Linked DNA regions of Mus musculus: region 2 is linked to region 1. The links are chromatin contacts, called in public HiCAR-type maps. All regions are on one chromosome and are shown on one strand. The core of a region is the stretch at or near the end of the contact, and the rest is flanking DNA. Distances in the headings are between cores, read along the strand shown.

What was found. HiCAR-type assays count read pairs that join an accessible place to other places.
Region 2: a HiCAR-type map of kidney shows a contact between it and region 1, with 2.8 times the contacts expected there. The contact joins the enhancer-like site here to the promoter of Fyb2 in region 1. A contact is called at or near these places in 6 of 39 promoter capture datasets (frontonasal cranial neural crest, hippocampal neurons, liver and 2 more), 22 of 484 Hi-C or Micro-C datasets (the AtT-20 cell line, B cells, the C2C12 cell line and 15 more), 2 of 115 datasets of contacts at active chromatin or transcription factors (bone marrow-derived dendritic cells and kidney) and 2 of 9 other capture datasets (adipose tissue and embryonic stem cells).

What each region holds. Positions count from the first base shown.
Region 1 is chr4:104,912,173-104,916,690 of GRCm38.p6, forward strand. Fyb2 (FYN binding protein 2) reads left to right here and starts at 1,389. Exons shown (of 20, transcript NM_001162980.2): 1 at 1,389-1,518. The coding sequence starts at 1,510.
Region 2 is chr4:105,028,904-105,033,412 of GRCm38.p6, forward strand. It overlaps Prkaa2 (protein kinase, AMP-activated, alpha 2 catalytic subunit), which reads right to left. Exons shown (of 9, transcript NM_178143.2): 9 at 747-4,509. Among named protein-coding and RNA genes, the nearest start is that of Gm52670, 12 kb to the left of the region's middle. Within about 2 kb of position 2,223, at least 7 of the 459 cell types and tissues checked have an H3K27ac peak or open chromatin away from gene starts, as enhancers often do. A contact at or near this core is called in kidney, where this site is marked.

The DNA.
Region 1 (4,518 bases), core at 139-2,638:
TAATCATGGGATATATACAATTTATTCTGATTATTGCTAAAATCATGTTCACATTCAAGCCTTGAAGTCTGAGGAGCCAGTGTTTATACATGGAAGCATGCTGTCTAATGTGTATCTCACATAGGGTCTGACAGTGACTCTGGAGTGGACAAAGTACTGGTCCCATGTCTCGCCTACCCAACAGTGGGTGTTGTGTGGTAGTCAGCACACCTTCACTGTCCTCTCAGTGTTGCAGCGTCTCAGGGACGCCTCGATGGCCTACGGTTACCGACCTTTTTTAAGACTTTGAAAGCCAGGCATGGTGGTGCATGCCTTAAATCATAGCACTAGGGAGACACAGGCAAATAGATCTCTGTGAGTTTGAGGCCAACCTGGTCTACACAGTGATAGCCAGGATAGCCAGGGCTATAAACAGAGAAGACAACAATAATGATTTGGTTGGAGGCATTCCAAGTTATAATGTGAGTTTGAAGGCAGCTTGAGTAGGAGAACCTGCACCAAACAACAACCAAACAGACAAACAAACAAAAACATTTTTTTTTTTAGTCCATAAAAAGCAATGAAACTCAGCAGGCCGTATATAAATCAGAGCACCTGCCCACCTCCAATCCCCAGGACAGCTGAGAGATCTGCTGCCCCACCCCCACCCCCACCCCAAATCTAGGAACTGAAGTTTGGGTTTCCAGCCAGGATCAGCTCAGGCAGGAAACAGCAAAGAAATCAGAACCCGGAGTCATTGTCCATCAGAGCTCCTTTCCTTCAGCATCCTACCAGCATCACTCCGAGCTAGTTAAGGCCATCTCTCCAAGCTCCAGTTAGTGCCCTGCTAAAAGGAGGACAGCTGAACTTGATTCCAGGGCTACTTGTAAGAGCTAAAGGGATTCATGTCTTAAAACACCGCGACCATGCCTGTCTTTAAAAACAGGTGTAATTTATTTCAGCTTCCGCTCACCCCCCCCCCCCCCCCAATAAAAGCACCTGCCAGCTTAGCGACACTTAAGAGCTTTCTTTTCTAGGAGCCCTGAGCAGCTTTTGTGAAATTAAGTAGCCATCAGCAGGGGCGGAGTTGGGTGAGGGCGCTCACTAAAGGAGATCACGGTGTCCTGAGCTTTTTTTTTTTTTTTTTTCAGTCTAACTTTAGGGACAAGATGTACTCAGCTCTCAGAAACTCCCCCAGATGGGATGTGATGGGAGAGGACCCGACTCAGGCACAAAATGAAACCAGTGCAAAGGGAGTGATGGCAAGGAAGCCCGGGACCAGTGGCCTTCTGCCCACACACCGGCCCCTACCCCTATGCAGCAGGTCCGGCTGGCAGGATGGAGGCCCGCCCACCCGAGAGAGGGAGGAGCCACAGCCCAGGTGGAGCAGGTGAGGAGCCCCGGCTCCAGCTCCTCCGGGACAGGCGAAGTGACTGCAAGCTGGCTGGCGGAGGCGAGAGCATTGTTGGCCCCAGGATCCAACTCTGGGAAGCTGGCATTGTCTCCCAGTCGCTGCCTAGGAGGACCACAATGGAGGAGGTAAGGCACCCGCTCGCGTGTGGGCTGTAATCTTGCGAACTTTAGTTCCTTCCAAAGGAGGAAGCTCTAGGGAAAGAGCTGCCAGTGTGTCCTGGGCCGGGCCAAACATGTCAGGTGTCCCGCTATGAAACTGGCATGCTGGCCTTGCTCAGGCAGCCTGTGCCCTCTGTCTCTATAGAACCCGAGGAGCTCTCTCTAACTCAGGGCACAGTTCAAGTGCCTGTCACTTCATTGTTGACTTTCCTTCTCTGTCCGGCCTCTGCGGTGGCAGATGGGTGTCCAGGTTCAAGGACAGAGCATGACTCTGGGAAAAGGTAGCCTCGTAGTAAGTGATATGCCCTGTGGCATTTTTTACATCGCTGTTCCCTAAGAACTCTGTGGGCTGGGGCAAAAGTGCTAATGCCCTTGAGCCCTAGGGATCTATCTCACTTAAGTGAGACCGAAGGTGCATGAAAAAACAGAGCCCAGGCTTGCGGTAGCTCCAGAGGCTGGGGTGTTGAAAAGCTAAAGCCAGTCTGAGCCACACAGGGGGACACTGGAGGATTTTGGTTTTGACAAAAGCAACGCGAGGGTTTGAATGGCTTCGATCAGCTGGATGCTGTTAGCATAGTCAGAGATTTTGCCTGGCTAACCCCATCCCTTCTAGTCCTTGCCCTGCTGTTCTGTTAGTGACTTGCATTTCACAGATATATACAAGCATGTTGTGCCATGTCTCTATTACATATTTGGGAACAAAGTTATTTACTATTGAAATTGTGTTACTTCCCACCCAGATGTTTGGTTTACAGTCAGGATGGTGGATTCGCTCATCTGTGGCTGGCAAGGATTGCTCTGGAGTTTTAAAGGGGTGCTTGCATCTCTGGCAACACTGGTACCTCTGGTGGTTCACACCATTCAGTTAGTTGAGTTTTGGAAAGGGGGAGCCAAGAACCCCAGTTCCAGCCCATTTGTGGTGCTACCATGTTTAGAAACTACTTCCTTTAGTGGGGTGGGGGAAATTATTTTATTTAGAAAGGGTATGGATTTACAGCCCAGACTGGCCTCAACCTTTTAAATGCTTGAATTACAGGCAGGTGTCACCATGTCAACCTCTATTGGTCAACTTTTGGGACCTTCTTCCGAGTTGGCAACTTGCCAGGCTGAACTGATTCAGCCTGTGGATTCAGAAAAAAGAAAAGAAAAGAAAAGCATTTACATTCTGCCCTCTCTGGCTAGCCAGCATCCGAACTGCCCACCACCACTTCTGCTTATCAACCTGATGGGACAAAGACCTGGAGGTCATTGTCCCTGGGGTTTTTAGGTGAAGAAGCTGAAGGGCAGTACATTATTGCTACATGGTATGGCACCACCAGTCAGAACAGGGCTAGGGCCTAGGCTCAGGTTGGTGAATCATAGCTCCTGGGAGCCGGCTCTAAGCCAGGCAGCAGGAGCAAGAATTAATTACTCCAGCCGAACAGACAGGATGTACAAAAAGTACCAAAGGACGTATTTGCTTCCTAGTAACATTTTATAGAACAAGAAAAATCAGTGCACGTCTTCCTCTGCTCAGAAAGATGAGGGGGAAGGACCCAAAGAGAAATATGGGTAGTTTCTCATCTGGAGAGGATCCATCTATTGTTTTAGAAAGCCAACGGAACATTCCTTTAAAATATATATATTTTAAAATATATATTATATATATATCACCTCCTTTGTATTGTCAGTTTCCTTTTTGGATACATGGATACAGTTAGGAACCAAATAGTCCCAAATCTCTGCGTTAGCCAGGCACACTGGTACATGAGTGTAGTTCCAGCACCTGGAAGGCTGAGGCAGGATCAAAAGTTCGAGATCAGACTCAGCTATGTAGCTGTATAAAACACATTCATGACACTTTATATACTAGTAAGAAAGGAGAAGGAAGCGAAACTCTAAGGGTTAAACGGTAGCTAATGCAATGCAGACATTCGAAGCAGAGAAGGCTCTAAGGTCATGAGACAACCGAGGAGACTGCCACTTTAAGGGGCACAGTGTCAAAGGTCAATAAATATGAAGAAGAAACTGAACAGAGACTTTAAGTTAGAGAGTGGTTGTGTGGATGTTTTGGGGGAAAGATTCTGTTGAGATGCATAGTTCATCTAAGCTTCTTTGATGAAGAGCAAGCAGCCAAGTGTACGCTAAAGAAGCAAGGCAAGCAAGGGATAGAAGCTCACATCATAAAGGGCGTGGAACCCTTAGTGGAAACCAGCTTTGCCCGACGATGGCAAGTAGCTATGTGGCACCATCTGGCTTCCATTTCCTAAGAGTCAGGTGGCTGGAGTTTGGAAATGAGATGGCCAGAAGTGAGAGAGCAGCAGCTGGCTGGCCTGGTAGAGGGAAGGTGCTTAGATCTAAGAAGAAGTGGCTCAGGCTTGGCTTAGCAGGGACGGTGGTTACAAGTGTCAGATTCGGGGTCTCAGACTTTGGATGACTGAACCAACCATGTTTTGGCTTTATAAGGCACAGAAGCGGCTTTCATTTGGCAAAACTACTTTGAGCTGTGACTCTTGATCTTTTATCAGCCATGTGTGGCGCTATACAGGTAAATGAATATTCTAAGTGTTCTCTGTTGCTAAGCAATGAGTTTTAGTAGGATGGGTGCATCAACTGTGTTTTTAGCTTACGATATGGTATTTTCTACTCACCATGGGATTGCTGTGCCATTATCCTGTGGTAAGTCAAGGTGCATCTGTATGCTAAAGGTAGAGTCATCGAGCTATGCTGACTAGAGAAGGGAAGGAGGGAGGGAGAGGATTGCTGATGACCCAAAGGCACAAAGGCTGAGCTTGAGGAAGGAAGGAGCCAGCGGTTTTTTTTTTTTTTTTTTTTTTTTTTTTTTTTTTTTTTTTTAAGAGATGACTTAATACTGAGCAGTTTAGAAGGAGACCAGGAGTCAGTTTTAGACATGGGATGATTGAAGGGCTAATTATACAGAGGAATACTCAGCCTCAGAGTTCACCGGAGAGGTTGAAGCAGGAGAAT
Region 2 (4,509 bases), core at 973-3,472, 120 kb after region 1:
AGTCCCAGGGCTCTGACACCTTCACACACACACACACACACACACACACACACACACACACACACACACACACACAGGTAAAGCACCAGAGACCCATATATATATATGGAAAAACTATAGTGTGCAGTAACAAAGACAAAAGTGAGCAATGATGGTATGAAACAGCCAACGAGTCCCAAGCAATTTCTTCCTAATACAGCTTTCTCTTAACTGGAACACGGAATATTAGCATAATTACTGAATAGAAACAAAAATAGCTTTCAAATTAACCACACTTTAATTTGATTTTGTGGAAAATGCAGACGCGCAATTAGACAGGCCACTTTCCTCTTGTGTTTGTTGCCAAGGAGTTCCATACAAGTGCAAACATTAATCAGAGGGAGCCTGCACATAGGAACTGCTATGCAACTCACTCTCTTTTCTATACGGTTACTAAAGATGACCCTTTTCACTGATCATTGAACTCATAAGAATATGTAACAAATAAAACTAAAATTATAATCTACAGTTATTTAAATAAAATAACTGTAAATCTGTTGGTTTCTGTTCTGAAACTGATTATAAAAAGTAGTCCCAATTTCAATAATTTAACAATGTTTTTAAATAGAGATGTACTCTGCCACTGCGCCATATATTATGGGACTATTGTATAGGCTAAGAACGAATGCATGGTGCCCCAGAAAAGCAAGTCAAATTATTACTATCCAGTAATACACTACGTGATGATCATGGACACAACCTAGTATCTGCCAAGTTTCAGTTTTATTTTTTACACACAAAAGTCACTGTTAAACATGATGAAAAAAAAAACCACAACTATTCCTACCAAAATAATATCAAAATACTATCCTTCAAGGTCATAGTTCATAGCAACTTCAAAATGAACACTCAAAACAGTACAACCATGAATATAGTTGTGAACAGTTTTGACAGTTGTATTTTGGTACATTAAGGCAGCTTCAGACAACACTTTGAATAACAATATTTATTGAAACAAAAGACAGATTCGATATTTAAACATTTGAGGTTTTCAAGAAATTTTTAAGTGTCTTACAGTAAGAACACTATGATTTGTGAAACTGTGTCTTAAACATTCTCAGCACTATGCCCTTATTACATATGACATCTAAAAACAAGATACTCATCCTACCATTCTCAAAGGTGTCTAGTAAAAAAGGGAGGATTGACACTGAGGATGGGACTATAAACCCCTACTTAGGGGCTTTGAAACGGCTTCTCACACACATCTGTGAGGTAGGTTATCATCCACATTTTGTACAAGAGAAAACTACACAAGGTTACATAACTTGTGCTGCTATCGTAACACACAGGGAATTAGATCCAATTAAGAGTCAGTCCTTAGCTCTGAATTTCTTTCCTTTATAAACTTTCAAATATAAACACTGCTAATAATTGCATTCATTTTAAAAGCATAAGAAGGCAGCCAAATATTTTCCCAGGTGGCTTTAAAAAGTGAAATAAGTGAAAGAGAAAATGTATTCAGTGAAGAACGTCACTGGTGATGCTGTGAGGTTTGGTCAAGTAGAACTGAAAGGGCAGAAGCAAATCCTGTGACCGTCTGTGGGAGGGACAGGTAGGTCACAGAGAACCCGAGGAACAGGAGAGGGGGTGGGGTGGGGCAGACTTGGAACACGTTCACTTTGACTCTACAATTATTTGAGAAGGCACCAGGTACGCTTTCTTTCTTTGTGTAGACAGTGGGTCTATGTCTCTTTGATTCTGGGAAAATGTTCTCCATTTAGAAAACATGGGCTTCGAATGTGGTAACAAACCTTATTTACAAGTGACTTTTAGCTGTGAAAATGCACATTCAGACTAGCAGGAGAAAAATAACAATGCAACTCTTTCCTAGGAGGCTTCGGTTTCTCTTTGCAAATTTAAATAAACACAAAGTAGCAAACCTTGAATTAAAAAAAAAAATCTGTATAAACCTTGTTTTTTAAAAAGTCTGTCCAAAAAAAATTTTTTTCATTCTAGGACATTCTAAAAATCCTTAACTATTTTTTTTAAAACTGGAAAGAATATTATACCCTAGAATTTCCTTAATTGCACTTTAAATATATTTGAATTACCCACCCTGCTTGTTCAAATAATCATGAATTACCTCTATAAAACTTGAACTGCTTTTAGACATAAACTACAGTTACTAAAAGTCACATGCAGTCGCAACCGGCACTGCTATGCAAGGCTGGCAGTAAACATTAATGTTGGCTCACAAAATACAGGCCTGCAGTCTGATAACGTCTGGATTGGACCTGATTCTGAACAGGTTATGGCTGAAGAAGCTTAATCAAAACTCCATCCAGTCTAGAGTCTAGACTGGGGCCTGTTCCTCACGGTATTACTGTTCAGTAGCATCAACCGCATCATAAATATTCAAGGAAAGGCGCCGCTGATAAAGACGCCGCTGCTAACTTGTTTACATAATCCATATGTATATATACACATACATATATGCATGACTTAAAGCTCATTAACTTAAGTTACGTTTCCAAGTTTAAAAAGGCTTGGTGAACTTCTATCAGAGCCAATAGTGATTAGGTAGCTCAGAGAGACACACTGTATAAAAACAGTGTCATCTCATTTATGCACAAAATTAAAAATGGCCAAAATGAAATTTAGATAAGCCTAGTTCAGCTAGCAGTCACAAACTGTGATCATTTAGATCGGGCTGGGGCTAATTTTCCTCGACAAAGAGCGCCTGGACTTTCAGAATCATGTAGAGGGCCAGGGGATTGAGGTTGAAGTTAAGCCCTTGCTTCTTACACGGGAAGCCTGGGCTCAGTCACCAGTATAAAACTCCCTACACCCAAATCATATAAATACAATTTCAGAAAAAAAAATATGTCCTAGAGATTTTTCTGGATTTTAAGCACCCTCAATAACTTATAAATACTTATAATAAAATCAATATAATCATAAATATTTCACAAAATTACATCTAGTTAGTGCAATCAACTAGCTTTTATAATTAGACTAACTACATTCACTTATAACTACTATATGTCATTCCAGGACTTACAAACAACACACCAGTGTTTATTTTTATTACTTGACTCTCAGATGTTTCACAAACTCTTTCTGTTCAGCCCAGAAGATGATCAACTGCAGTGAGCCTGCTTACTGGACTGGGTACTGCGAGGGAGCACTAGCAGACCTGGAAATGCATGGGCCCCACCACTGCTACCTAGCAGTCATCTTCTAATGAATGCTAAATCCACACCATGTTTTCAGTTTTGCATTCCAGTAGTCCAAGTACTTTTGGTTAGTGTACCTTTGAAATGCCTCGGACTAAGGAAAAAACACTCATACTAGCAAACAAATACATAAAATGTGAACACTCACACTGACGCTCTGAAGTAGTAAACAAGGCATGACTTCAGAGCTCAGAGGGACGATAGCTCTGTGTCCATCCCTTTCATTTTAGGGTTTTAAATTGAGGCCAAGTCCTAGATCACACTTACTATCCAGAGTTTTCAACAGAGTTGCCAAGAACTACTAAGCCATAAGCCCTACTTAACAAGCCACAGAGAACTGAAGGACAAGTTGCCAGACTGAACCAAACACAAAGCAGACAAGTCTACGGGCAGTCTCACATTTAGGTATGAGACTTCACCCTGGGAGTGACCAGGCAGAGCTGTGGTATCTGTGTTAGGTATGTTCCAGGCTGTTAAGTCTTATGAACATCAGTGTGGGGCCCACATTAACTAAGCATGCTTGCATGTTAGCAGAGACTACAGATGAAGCAGTATAAAAATCTGATTCGGTTGTTTACGATTATTTTCCAAATTGTGTTTCATTTCATTTGTATTAAATTTGTGTTCCCTGAGTACAAACTAGCTAAGAAAAGAGTAGATTGAGAATTAAGTAAATATTCTTGAATACTTACTTGCATAAAGTAGAGAATTACTGTGCTACATATACCCAATTCCCTAACACAGAGGGTCTTAATGTTTCTGCTTAGCTTAGGCTCCTAGCTTCTCTCTGCAGATAACCAGATGTTGCAAGGGCCTTTTACAAGAGTTCTTGATCAAAACAGAACCCTAACTTGTGAATGGTTTGGTTTTCTCTCTCCCTGTAGATTTACTTTGAGATAGCTTCAATTTTGGTTTCCTAAATAAAAGGACTTAGAAAACGTTCAGTGGCCATTGAAAAATGAATAAAACTGGCTTGCTATCCATGAAGCCACAACAGAAAGCCACTGCTCTCTTACTCTTCTGGTTTTCCATAAGTAACCTTGTCTAGGACTTTTCAGTCACCCTCTAAGGGAAAAAAAGAATAGATGTTCTACCTAAAAAGCATCATATGATTAGGAAAACCAGCATGTGGTACAAGCCCAGACTCAGGATGACCCTATGTGCATGGTCAATGGAGCAGATCTGAATTAGCATCAGGCTCTGGGGAAGAGGTGTTACTCACTGTCACTAACGACCACACCGTGGCGCTCAGAGACAATCGTTTCTCCTATGTTCTTATGGGATGCTACAG